Linked DNA regions of Mus musculus: region 1 is linked to region 2. A link is a contact called in public HiChIP or PLAC-seq data. All regions are on one chromosome and are shown on one strand. The core of a region is the stretch at or near the end of the contact, and the rest is flanking DNA. Distances in the headings are between cores, read along the strand shown.

Region 1 (6,909 bases), core at 1,718-4,217, 190 kb before region 2:
TTTTTGTAATGCTTGGGGTTGAATCTAGGGCTCATGCAAGCTGAGTAAGTATTCTGCCACTGAGCCGAATCCCCACCCCTCATCTCTCATCTGTATTTTTTAATGAAGTTTTTGGGATGTTAGCCAGTTGGAAGTACATTCTTGACGATCAGGACAGGGAACTGAAGCTGCTCCTGTTGCTGTCTGGCTGTTTATAACCCTCTCTTAAATTTCTCTGGAGTCTTTCTGGGATTTATTTATTTTTGACACAGTCTCACTCTCTTGCTCTGGCTGGCCTGGACTCACTATATAAAGCAGGCTAGCCTTGAACGCACAGAAGCCTCTGCTTCCAGATTTGCTGGGATCAAAAGTACATGGCACTGTAGCCAGCTTCAGGGAGGACTTTTATGAGTGACTCAAGGAGCAGTTCATTTCTGTTTACAGCTTGAAGTTGTGTTTTGAAATCAGGAGTTTTTAATCTTTTTGGAGATTACATATTCTTTTTTGAAACCAATGAAAGACATGCACTCTCCAGAAATGCTCTCCCCAGAAAACATATACATGCACATAAATACACTTTTACCTACAAATTTTGTAGGGTCACTAATTTCCAAGACTATAAACAAAGTACTCCAAGATGGGGTGACATATGCTGTGATGTCCATACTAGGGAGCTGTGGCAGCAGAAGTGAAGTCAGGGTGTGGCTGCAAAGTCAGATCCTGTCTGGGAACGCTGGGGAAAGTGTTCATTCCTCCCGGAGGGGGGTGGGGGGAGGGCAGAGCCATGGGGGGTAGTTTTTCCTGTAATAAATATATGTTTGCTCTGCTAAAAAAAACAAACAATGCTTTAAAGGAAAAAAAGGGCTCTGTAGAGAGACTGTCTTTTTTTTTTTTTAAGAGTTATTTATTTTATATATGTGGGTATACTGTCACTATCTCCAGACACACCAGAAGAGGGCATCGGAGTCCATCACAGATGGTTGTGTGCCACCATGTGGTTGCTGGAATTGAATTGAACACAGGATCTTTGGTAGAGCAGTTAGTGCTCTTAACCGCTGAGCCATCCCTCCAGCCTGAGAGACTGTCTCAAAAACAAAAACAAAAGGAAAAACAAAAGGAAAATAGTAAGATTTGAGGATATATTCACAAAACAATCTTGTTAGTGTTTAGGATATTGTATTTTTGAGTCTTTGAGATGTTTTATGTCTCCTATTTTATTGAAAAATTAAAATGAATATTTGTTAATAAGCTAAGGTCCTTAGGGATCAATACATCCTGTGATGATTTCTAACCTTGTCAGTTGAGTTTTCTCAGAAGTATTAAGATGATGAACTCCTTTGCCAGCTCATAAGTTTAGGTTTCAGTTTCTTGTCCCCCCAGTGTCTTGATGCATGATGTCATGCCCGCTCTGAGCTCTAAACTGAACCCCAGGTGCCCCACTATGAGCTCTACTCTACACCCCTTCTCAGTCTCATCTCCTTCTTACTCCTCTCCTTTCTTGCTTGGCTTTTTAAAGTGAGTATCGTAGCTCATGTTGGCCTGGAAGCAGAGATCCTCATGTCTCTGCCTCCAGGATTATGTTTGAAAAGTTGGAATTTCATAGTCTGGTTTCTTTTCAGATTGTATAAATTGGAATTTCTATCACAAAGACACCCTTAATTTTTATGTATAGAACTGATGGTTTTGGTTAAATCACTACTTTTAAGAATTTACTTATAATTAGAATTTTAGGTTGAGAAATGTCAGGAGTTTTGAGGATCAGAGAATTTTTCTTTTTCTGAGTTTTTGGAGACAGCGCCTTGCCATGTAGCACATGCTAGTAATCCTCCTGCGTGCTCAGCTTACAGACTGAGTGCGGTACCCAGCCGGGTTTACTGCCTACATTGCTAAAGGAGAAATGGGGGGGTGAGGGGAGGCTGGCTGAGGTCTCTCCTTTCTGCTCTGTTTATACAGATGGGTGTTTTAGATACAAGGCTAGTCCACGGCTGAAAACTCAGCATTCTCTTCAGGAAGGGAAGACCCTAAAGGTTTGGAACAGAACTGAAAAAATAGTCTAACTCTAACAGGAGGATAAACTTTAAATAGTAAAGTGAGTAGAGGCCAGGTGTATTTTAACTGTGTCTCTGGTGAGTGCCAGGGAACCTTGAGGCCAGCTGCTCAGTGGTTTTACTGAGGCAGCTCACTAGGTCAGCGTTCTGGGAAGGCTGTCAGTTTGTTGAGTATTTGTGGGACTAGGCACCTTTCTTAACAAAGTTATTGTTCTTCTGTATCTTACACTTCTCCTTGTTTCAGGGTCTGTACAAGTGAAGTGAATAGGTTGACTTGTGTATAACTGTAGGTGCGTATTTCTTGGTTTGGACAGATTATACAGAGTTTAAAGTGAAATGTATGGAGGAGAAAATGTTTAGCTTATTCATATATCCAAATCATCCTATGAGATTATCCAGGCTGATTGGGAGAACAAAAGAAGTTAGGTCAAATAATAGAATTTAAAAAATAATTTTAAAATGTTTATTTTATGTACATTGGTGTTCTGACTGCATGTGTGTCTGTATGAGGGTGTCAGAGCCCCTGGAACTGGAGTCACAGACAATTGTGAGCTGCCATGTGGGTGCTAGGAACTGACTCCAGGTCCTTTGGAAGAGCAGCCAGTGCTCCTAATTGCTGAGCAATCTCTCTAGCCCCTGAAAATAATGCAGTTTAGAGAGGTAATCTTGTCCATTTAGAAGCCAAGAGATAGAGGAAACTGGTCTATATGCAGGTTAATACTTTTTAACTATCAAGATAATAAATTCGTATAAAGGAAGGTTAATTTGAAGATATGGGGAAAATGTATATATAATTTAAGTAACTATCTTGGGGGCACACCTACAATCTCTACAAAGGGGAGTTTTTTAAAAGAAAATCTCTGGGGTTGGAGATATGACTCAGTGGTTGAGAATGTATAATGCTGTTGCAGAGGACCCAAGTTTGGTTTTCCAGTACCCATCTTGGATGGCTCACAGTGGCCTGTAACTCTAGCTCCAGGCCTCCGGCCTCTGTGTTTATGTGCACATACCCATATATACACATAATTAAAAATAGTAGAAATAAGTCTTAGGAAGGAAATCCCCTTGAAGTGTAGGTGAACAGACTGTAGTAAAAGTGGGAGAAGTATTCAAGGCACTTTGATAGTATTGTACATATGGCTGGTTAAAACAAGGGAAGCAGACTGTTGGGATGGCTAAAATGAGCTTTATTTCTCCCCAGCATCCCCATCTTTCCCACATGCTTTCCTGAATCGAGCAGTGTGTAGCATTCTGGACTAGAGGAAGGGTAGGTCTCTCCTGTTTGCATTTCCTCTCCCTGCCATAAGTTCACAAACAGCCTTTTCACTTTAGACTCTGAAAGATAAACAGCTTTTCTGGAACCAGATGAATCTTTTGATTCTATGGCTCATACTATGACACTGGAGTGGGGACAGGAGGGTGGAGTTACAAAGTGTTTGAACCCGTCTGGTTTATGGGACTGTTTTTTTCCCTTTTTCCCCTTAGGAACGGCGTGAATGTTGAGGGGGCGACACACAAGCAGGTGGTGGACCTGATCCGAGCAGGCGAGAAGGAATTGATCTTGACAGTGTTGTCTGTACCTCCTCATGAGGCTGATAACCTAGATCCCAGTGACGACTCCTTGGGACAATCATTTTATGATTACACAGAAAAGCAAGCAGTGCCCATATCGGTCCCCACATACAAACATGTGGAGCAGAATGGTGAGAAGTTTGTGGTGAGTGTCAGCCCAACTTGATCCTCAAACATGTAGTTAGCTTGTATTTCCCTCAGTCTCATTGTGAGTATATTTCAGGAGATCAAATAAGACTGCAGCCTTGGCCAGTTTGTCAGGAAGTTAGGCTCACTCAGAGAAGATCTTGACACTAATTGATTTATTGCAGGGGGTGGCCTACAGTAATAAGTTTCTGCATAAGAACAATTTTGTTTAATTTTCTGACAGTTTCAAGTTTGTATTTGTGAATATTATTTTTAACCATATGTCTCTGCTAGCTGTAGTCTGATTTACTGTTGGCTCTGGAGCTATAGAGCGAGATAATTTTAAAAGATACCTTCCAAAATATTTGGGTAATACAGAGGTTTGTCATTTTGAAGCTTGTGCATTCCTGTACTCATTCCTCTCCACACCTTGTTCTTTCAGTTCTTGGTGATGTCTGTGTGCATGATTAACTCCTGAGTTTTCCCCTCGAGGCCCTAGTATACTTTGACTGCAATTCCCTGAGCTGTTTTGCACATTTCTATTTTGTGGATAAGTAGAACTCATCTTGAATTTTAGGTGATATGTGACAGCCTGTTTCCCATGGTGCTTGTCTTCAAACCTTAGCTGCTGCTGTTTATTTGTTCTCTTGGTTGCACTGTGTACTTATTTACCTTTAATTGTTTCAGAAACATTGACATAAAAAGCATAAATTATTTAATTCTTTTTAGAAATGTAGTGGGTTCTGTTAGATATTGGCAAATAGACTACAGGTGTCTAGAGCTGGCCTGTAGGGCTGGGGATCTAGCTCAGTGGGTAGTGTTTAACTAACATACATAAGGTTCTACGTTTAACACTCTATAAAATAAAAAACTGATATGCTGATTAAAGTTACTGCCTCTAAAAGTAGAATTTGTCCCATGTATAGGAATGTGCTGCTAAGTGCTTGTGGAATTCTTCCTAGGGGCAGGGGGATGCTGAACAAAACAAGTTAGCTGGGGATAATTGCACATAGGTTTTGTGGCAGCATGGTCTCTGTGTTCTTAGAGCTGTACACAAACTTTAGAAATGAGAGCTGATTAGTTATGGAACTTTTTGAGAATTAACCTAGGACTTTGGAAACTTCTGTAAGCCTTGAGACAAGGAATGAAACTACTAATTATTCTTTTGTAAAGGGTCAGTTTTATTAGCAAAGTTTTTGTATGTTAACTTTCATCTGCCTAGATGTCCAGTTTTATGATGTTTATAGTCTTTTATGTACTACCACATAAGGACAGAATACTTTCAGCAGCCCCAAGTTCCCCTGTTATGTTTTATAGTTATTTTCCTTTGTTAACTAACCACTGATCTGCTTTCTGTCTCTATATTTCTCTCTCTCTCTCTCTCTCTCTTGGAATGCCAAACAAACAATGTGTACTTGTATTAGTTACTGCAGCAAAACACCACACAGCAGTAAGCTGAGGAAGGGAAGGTTTGTTTGGGCTCATGGTTCAAGTACTCAGTGTTAGGGAAGGCATGGGGGCTGGAGTGTTTCCAGTTGCTGTGGTTGGAAGCCATAGGCAGTCAGTCACATCACGCCCACACCCAGGAAGCAGGAAGAGATGAATGCTTAACTTGCTTTCTCCTTTTAACTTTTATTCAGCCTGTGAATGGCGTTGCCCGCATTCAGGGTAGTCCTGCCCTCCTCCGTGAACTCCTTTGGAAATGAAAGGTTACCTTCTGTATCAAGTCAAGTTAACAGTAAAGATTAACTACTTCAGTACTGTGTATGTGTGAGTGCACACACGTGCTTGTGCATGCAGAGACTTGAGGTCATCATTGAGTGTCTTTCCTTAGTTACTTTTCAACTTTATTATTATTAGCTCTTTACATTTTTTTATTTGTGTGTTGGGGTTGGGGTGTGGATATTTGCGTTCATGGGTGTGTATAGGTCAGCAAACAACATGTGTGGGAGTTGGTTCTCTCCTACCATGTAGGTTCCAGGGATTGAACTCAGGTCATCAGGCTTTGTGGCAAGCCACCTTACCAACTGAGCCATCTTACTGACCCTCTTCTATGTTACAAGAAACTGCAGAGCTTACAAGATGTCTCATTGGTTAAGAGTGCTTGCTGCACAACTATGAGGACCTGAGTTTAGATACCCATGGAACAAGCCAGATGAGTGGAGACAGGATCATCACTGGAACTTGCTGACTGCCAGACTGTCTGAGAAGTAAGAGCCCTTGCCTCCAAGTAACAAGGCAGAAGTGATGGAGGAAGACAGTCAATGTCCTCTGTTGTTTGTACACCACATTACACAGGTATGCACGAACACACTCATGTATTCACTGCACACATACAAATCCCTGCCAGACTAGGACTGGATGTGTAACTCAGAGGGAGATACTATGCTTAGCGTCCATGAAGCTCTGGTCAGGCCCTAGCAACAAAATCAGGTGTACAAGAGAACATTCCTGTAATCCTAGCACTCGAGCTAGAGACAGGGGATCAGCAGTTCAAGGGCCTTCTCAGCTACACAGTTACGTTTGAGGCCAGTCTGGTCTATAGGAAACCCTGTTTGAAAAATTCAACAGAAAAGAAAAGAAACTGACAAGCTGCTTTTTAAAAGTGCCTTTGTCATGTTTTCTCATTTGCAGTAGAGAATTCTAGTTTTCTATAACTTCAATATTTGGTATTTTAATTACACCCCCATCACCCCCATAGGGACTTGCCATATATCCCTGGGTGGCATTTAACTCATGGTTTTCCTGCCTCAGACCAGAGATGTCAGATCTTAGAGCAATTGGTTATGAGCTTCTGGTTGGAACCAAACTTGGGTTCTCTTAACCACAGAGCCATCCTTACTACAGAGTATTCTGGTTTTTATTTTGTTAAGTATTTTTCTTATGTATGTGTGTGTGTCTGTGTTAGTGTATGCCAACTGTTTGTAGGTACTTGCAGAGGTGAGAAGAAGGTGTTGGATCCCTGGGGCTGGAGTAATGGGAGGGCATGGTCGTTGGCAAGAGCAGAGAGTGCGCTTGACCACTAAGCCATTCCTCCAGCCCCCTGGTGGGCATTCTTGTGGGTATAGTGATATCCCACTTCAGTTTTAATTTATACTTATCTAATAACTCATTGGTAATGAATTGATTTCCGTAGATTAATAGCCATTCATCTGTTATCATTGGTGTGGAGGTTCTGTTAATT
Region 2 (6,705 bases), core at 4,101-6,600:
AGTGTGTGCGTGTGTGTGTTTAAGGTTAGGGAATCAGGGAGATGATGAGTTCTGATCCCCACTGCCTGCTGACCTCAGTTTACTGTGACTCCTGCCTCAGGGTACAGCAGTGCCTGCAGTTGGAGGCACAAAGATAAACTCTTCACTAGGAACAAGGAATATAAGCTGTGGGTCCTAATGTCTACCAGACTCCACCAGCTCCCAGGCCCTAATGGTGAGCTCTTCAGTGATGCACTCCCCTCTTGGGTCTTGGTCTCTTTGTAAATCAAAGGGTTGGACCCTTGGGCATGCTCAGTCTTCCCAGAACTTCAGAACTTATGTCAGGAACTCCTCAATAATTTGATTACCATTGCTGCCAAGGAAGCTGCCAGGGAAGAGTAACTCTCTTGGGACTCCACCCATCTCCCAGCAGATCTTGACCTTGACTGGGACACACCCTGCCAAAGAGGCACGGTTTCCAAGATACACTCCTATTCAGCGGGCCTAGGAATGGTGACAGGACCCAGGCTCCCCCATGACCGGATGCCCCCATTCACTTACTTCTCATGACTGAGAACTTGGCTCCCTGTCCTCCTCAGTAGGGTAGCCCAGGACAGCACACAGCTGGCAGTGGAGGTGGGGTGAAGCCCTCTCAGCGGGTGCCTCAGCCCTTAGATCTGCACAAAGCTCTCCCCCAGTGTTTCTGGGCAGGGGGGTTTAAGCTCTGCTCCACACAGGTGGCCAAGTGACAGCCCCCCAACCCCCAGAGGTGCATTGGGTATGATGACAGGCACCCCACGTGGCCAATCTGGGTCTGGGGCAGGGTGTGAGGGGCGGGGCAGCCAATCACAGGGGGCGTTGGAAAATTCCAAAACCACAGCTACAGCCGCGGTAAAAGCTGTTTCCACTCGCCAGGGGAGTTCTAGCTGGGGAGCTTCGTGGAGCTCATGGGCAGAGGCCAGGCTCGAAATCCCCTCTCCTGAGTACCCCAGGCCCTCTTCACCAAGTGACATCAGGGGTAGGGATGTTCCAAAGGTAAGTAACAGGAATCTGTCTTGGGTGGTGTCTTGTGGCACTGAGACCCTGTGGACTGTCAACAGCCATAACCAGTGTGGTACAACCGGGAGGCTGCCCTCACCACACCCAAATTCCTCCTACACATGATGCTATCCTGGGCTGAGGAAACGATAGCGGCAGTATCATCAGGCAAATACCCTCTGTAGGATCTGTAGGATGGGTTGGTCCTTCAGAAAGGCCTTTGGAAACAAGACTGCTAGTCTGGGACACAGATAGTGACACTACCATCTTCATCCTCTTAGCAGCAGTGCTTAATTCAGTGTTGGGAATGATTCAGCTCTGTGTGGACTTCATAATCCCCATAAAATACTTTATGTGATAACTACCATTCCAAAGACAAGGAAGGTGAGACACAGAGAGATTAAGTAACCTGCTCAAGATCACACAGTAGTGAATGGTTGAGTAAGGACTTATGGCCAGGTAGAGTGACCTCAGATCCACTGGAGGGATAGAAGGGTATCTCTGGTTCAGGTTTGCATTCGAGTGTGTCTCAGACTGGCCCGTCTCCTGGCACTTGAGTTTCTCTTCAGGTTTTGTTGGTGTGAGATTTCTTATTGATGGATTCATTTGTTTTCCATCTGCTCTGTGGGGTACCTCAGCCTTGGAGGTTCCTCTTCTGGCCCCTTAGTCATTCGGTCCCCTCTTGGTCTGGGTGTGCCCCCGGGTTTCTCAGCTTGGACCCCTTTCTTGAGGTTATTTCACTTGGGAGGCAGTTTTTATTGTCTTGGCCTGGGGTTGGGGCCAAGACAATAAAAACTCAAGGAGCTCAACCTCCTTGAGAGGTCTTCAATCTTTCTGGTTAGTAAAAAGCTCTCTCTGCGAGCTTGGGAATTGGACATTGGATGGATGAGGGTAACTAGCCTGGATCCTCAGGAGGACACATGGTAAGGGTTAAAGGATGGGAGGCAGGTCTAAAAGCTTGGCTTGGTCTCTCCCAGTTTCCACTCTCCAAAAGTCCCCCTCTACACCCCCAAGTGTGGTCCCTGGTCCCCTCCCCCAGCTTGCCTGCGTCATTCTGACTCGCTTTCCTCCCAGGGCCCTGCTCAGCGTTTCCGTGGGGCCCTGTGGCTAGTGCACAGGAGGCTGATCAGGATTATGCTGAGCCAAGCAGCTCCGACCCCCCCCAGGAGGATGGAGCCCCAAGCTCAGGGAGGAGGGATGCTGGGACAGGAAGGCCACAGATGGCTTTTGTAGTGGGGACAGATTGGTGGGCAACCAATGAGTATGTGATGGAAGAGTAGAGGTGACCTCCTCTGATGAGATTGTCACTATTAACTTAATGACCATGCTTGTGGCTTTTCCAGAGTGCCCCCAAGGTGCTGAGGGTATGCACGAACCCCTGGGGAGGACTTTGGTGGAGCGGGCACATTTTGTAGGGGAATAGCTTCTCTCTATGTGGCTGGATTGGGGGTGCTGCACTGGCCTGAGACAGATGTTTACTTGCAAGTGTCCATTGGGAAGCCCTTCTGGAACTCTGGTCTCTTCCTCGTACACTGCAGTCTGAGGATTTCGGGTTCCTGTCCACTCATTCTTACAGAGACAAGGCTTTCCTACTCTCTAGCTCTGCAGAGCCTCTCTCCAGGCTTGCTCACACCTCAGAATGTGTTAACCACAGAGATGAACACCAAACCTGGCTCTGCCACCACAAAGCCCTGGGCACGCTCCCAGGCCTCCTATTGTGGCTGCTGAGTTCTGAGGCTGGGGTGGCCTTCACCTCCTCCCTGGTCAGACACAGCAGCTGAGCCTCTGTCCAGCACCCTGCCCTCCTCTTTCCCAGTTCCCCTTTTCTTTCTATGCTTGTAACTTGGCACCCCTTGGGCTTCTTTTTTTTTTTTTTTTTTTTTTTTGGTCCTGGCCTATAAGCCTATAAGTCTTTCCCTTTGGCCCTTATCTCTTGGGCTTTGCAGTCTTAGCCTGATTCTTCCAATTCTGTCCAGTCCCGGGTGTTCTTTCACTCATGCCTCCTGAACTGAATGCTTTTGCCATACCCCGTGCCACCTTCTTGGCCCAAACCCCTACTCACAGGTGTGGGTCTTCTTTGCAGCCAGCAGCTCTGTAAAGAGAAGGAAGGGATCAGTGAATAGTTGAAGATGTTAGGGGAAAAGCCAAAGACTTCCCCAGTTCCTGGCTCCTGCCCTGCCCCATTTTTACCCCAGCACTACCTGGCCTCTGAGAAGCTGGGCCCCTTGGCAGAGCCCATCACTTTGCCCTTTGGCCACACTGGCCCTCTTCCAGGTCCTGAAAGTGCCCAGCTCCTCTCTGCCTCCAGGACTTCCTCATGTCACACTCTACCCTCCCTCCCCCATTTAGCTAGATCTCAGATGTCTCTCTTTTCCTCTGGGGCAGCCTCCCATGCCCTGTCCCCTGCCCTGGGGTTTACTCAGCCAGCACTCTGCATTGTTTCCTGGCACTTGACATAACAGACAACTGCCCTAGGTATGCCATCATCCCTTCTAGATTGTAAGCCCGTCTGGAGACAGAGCCTCTGTCTGTCTTGTTCAGCTTGTTGCTCTGGGGAACAGCAAGAACCCTCTAGTATCTGGTGCATTTGACGTACACACATATTCTGCACCCAGAGGGAATGCAGTCTTTTGGTTGCTTATCTGTGCCTGAAAGCAAGAGGGAGCTGCAGAGGTGTGGGGCTGGGAGTGCATGGGGAGGGTGGGCGAAGAGGAAGACAAGGAGGGCCGAGCTGCAGATAGACCCTCTCTGGCCGCCACTGTGCTTCACCTGCCCACAAGCCTGCAGAGGGAAGATCCCTTTGCCTTGCTGCTTTGCTCGTGGATGGGTCTGGGTGGAGATCAGACAGGAGGAGGCACCCCATGGTTCGTGGAGGTTTACAGAGATGCTCTGCTGTCCAGGGGAGCAGCAGCTGAGGGGAGAGTCATGGTTACTGCATAGTTACAGGGCTGTTTACATATCTGGGATGAAATCAGCATGCAGTCAGTATTTGGGAAACACCTAGAGAGGGAGCCCTTGGCAAAAGAGGCCGCAACCCATTTCCTATATCCAGGGTGCCTAGGGCCAGTCTTCTGTTCCAGAAAGCCCATTAGCCCTGTCTGTAATGTCCCTAACCTTTGATTCCTTTCTGTTACTTTTTGCCTTCTGCTGTCCAAGCCTGGCACACATGTCCTGTCCCTCCTTCACTGTCCCTCTGCCAGGAGATGCACTCTGCAGCCAGGCTTCCTGCATTTCATTGCCGTGATAGTAAATGGGGCCTGGTAGCCTGTTCCCCGGGTGGGGGAGGGGAAGGTCTGCCCAGAGAGGGTGTGGCTTCATGCCATGCCCACCTCCCTGCTAATCCTGTCTGGCCCTACTCAGTTTCCTCCCTGACGTGGCACCCTTGTCCAGCCTCCAACTTTGCAATTCAGAGCAGTCTTGCATGGGGACACTCCCCTTGTTGGCCCCCACTCCCACTCCCACCCCGGAGCCTTTCTCTAGTGGCCCTAGAAGCTGGCACTTCTGTCGTTCACTCTCTCTAGGTTCCCAGCTGACAAGCATGGGAGGGAGGGAGGGGATGTCCTGTTCTGAAGGGCTCCCTCCTCACTCCATCGGGGGACTGTTCCCCAGTTCCTTTCTGTGCTCCACAGGTGCCTCACACAGCAAAGATAAAACTCCGTGCTCGGACCAGCTTGAAGGAAAGCGTGGGACTGCTGGGCTAGAGCAGCTGGCATGGTGCAACTGCATCTTCTCTCCCAGGTCCCCCACCCCCAGCCCCTGCGCCAGAACGGCAGCCACTTGTGAATGAATAGGAAGGCGGAGAGTCACCCTTCCAGCCGCTGCTGCCCAGGGTTCTGTGGCAGGCAGGGAGGGGCCTGCTCACACCTGGGAGCCAGCCCCATTCCCATCCTCTCGATCAAGCCTCCCTAACACAGCTCCTCCCTCCTGCCCCCACTCCAACCTGTCTCTTCCTTCTTGCCCTCCCCGTCTTCCCAGGTCTCCTGCTGTTACCCTAGGCCCTCTTCCTGTCCCCCCCCTACAGTTATGTAAAGACTCGGTCCTACCTCACCGCTTTGCTCTGTCTGCCAGTCCATCTCCCCTCTGCTCACCTCTCTTCTCCCCAGTTCTTTCTTTCCCAGTCTCTTCGCCTCCCTCCCCTCCTCTGAGCCCCCTGACAGTCCCTTCCACCTGCCTGCAGGGCTTTAGGGTCTCTTACCCCGAGATGTCCGGTGGTGTCTCTGTGGGGCCCTGTCCATGGGGTAGCTCCCTTGGTGCCGTCCTTGCTGCCCTGGCTGCCCAGGAGGGCAGGGAGCAGGGCCCAAGGGAGGGAGGAGGGAAGAGGGAGGGAGCACCTGGCCCGTCAGCAGGCAGGGGAAAGGAGTGGCTGGCAGAGTGTCCTGGCACAGGAGGGGACTCAGGGAGAGAGCAGTGGACCAGTGTCTGGAGTCTTGAGGAAAAACAGGTGAAAGGGAGCTAGTACTTATTAATTACCTACTGTATGCTGAGTTTTTGCCAGGCCTTGTAGGTAAATCAGAATTTTTTTGTTTGTTTTTTGGAATCCCACATGATAACCCCCTACAGGCACGAGTGATTATTCATAATCATGAACCAATTGCTGCCCAGAATAGAAAAGACTTGCCAGGAATTCACAAGGGCAATTCGTGATTGAGTTGAGATTTGAACCTGGTCTCTGTAACTTTTTTAGGACAGGTGACAGAATAGCAAGAAAGGGAGGCAGGAAGAGTGAAGAGAAAAGACAGCCTCTGTGTGTGTGTGTGTGTGTGTGTGTGTGCACTCTGATCTCCAGGATGGGATCAGATATACTTCCCTGCAGCTTGGGTTCCCCCAGCACATGTCTTGCTTTGCCTCTCTCTAACTCCATGCTGCCCACCTCTGGATTTTCCAGGCTTCTAGATGCTTCCCATACTTCTGGTGTGGTGGGGGGAGGTGTGGAGGAGGAAGAGCAAATTGAGAGGTGAGGGGTGTTGGAGGGAGAGCAGAAGAGAGCAACTGCACTGGACCAACAAGTTGAGAGGAGGGAATCCTCCCCCCTCCTCCCGGTTCTCCCTTCCCCCTCCCCCACGACCCCGTAATTCTGTTCACATAAAGGCCTGCACTGGAGTCTGAGAAGGACCAAGAGCCAAGACTTCTGTGAATATTGGATGCCTCAGTTCGGCATGTCCTCTGCCCAGAGTTTGATTAGCTGTGCCTGGCTTTCCTGCTTACCCAACAACCGCTGGCTAGGGGCCAGGCTGGGAGCAGGAGGCTCCCAACCCCTCCTCCTGCTTTCTCCAGCTGGTAAACAGCAGGGCAGGAGCCGGCCACGCCAGGGCCTCGTGACTCGCCCACTCCCTCCACCTGGTGCACGTGGCACCTGGCGTGGAGAGGGCAGGCAGCTGTCCCTTCGCTCCCAGCATTCCATTCTCCACCGTTGGCCCTCCGTGGAGCTTCACACTGTGCAACCAGTAGCACCCAGTGCTCTAGGGAGCTGAGTCTCCTAAGAGTCAGAGACAAAGATTAGGAGGAATAGCCGTTCTTAGCCCCAGGGAGACTGAAAAGTGTAGGGGTGTAGGGTGACTTTTGAGGGCCTTTGAGGCTTTGACTAGTCCTAAGTCCTTTATATGTATACATATATGTGTGTGTCTGTATAGGTGGGTGTGTGTACACGTGTGAGTGTGCATGTCTGTGGAGGATAGAGATTAAAATTTG

What was found. HiChIP or PLAC-seq counts read pairs in DNA pulled down with a chosen protein or histone mark.
Region 1: an H3K27ac HiChIP or PLAC-seq map of the NIH/3T3 cell line shows a contact between it and region 2, with 3 times the contacts expected there. The contact joins the enhancer-like site here to the promoter of Rorc in region 2. A contact is called at or near these places in 4 of 39 promoter capture datasets (the 3T3-L1 cell line, embryonic stem cells, macrophages and 1 more), 1 of 484 Hi-C or Micro-C datasets (Th1 cells), 1 of 115 datasets of contacts at active chromatin or transcription factors (the NIH/3T3 cell line) and 3 of 9 other capture datasets (adipose tissue, liver and pancreatic islet).

Annotation. Positions count from the first base shown.
Region 1 is chr3:94,558,604-94,565,512 of GRCm38.p6, reverse strand. Snx27 (sorting nexin family member 27) reads left to right here. Exons shown (of 12, transcript NM_001082484.2): 2 at 3,513-3,744. Among named protein-coding and RNA genes, the nearest start is that of Snx27, 21 kb to the left of the region's middle. Within about 2 kb of position 2,967, at least 13 of the 459 cell types and tissues checked have an H3K27ac peak or open chromatin away from gene starts, as enhancers often do. A contact at or near this core is called in the NIH/3T3 cell line, where this site is marked.
Region 2 is chr3:94,371,439-94,378,143 of GRCm38.p6, reverse strand. It overlaps Rorc (RAR-related orphan receptor gamma), which reads right to left and starts at 5,350. Exons shown (of 11, transcript NM_011281.3): 1 at 5,213-5,350; 2 at 3,080-3,109. The coding sequence starts at 5,252.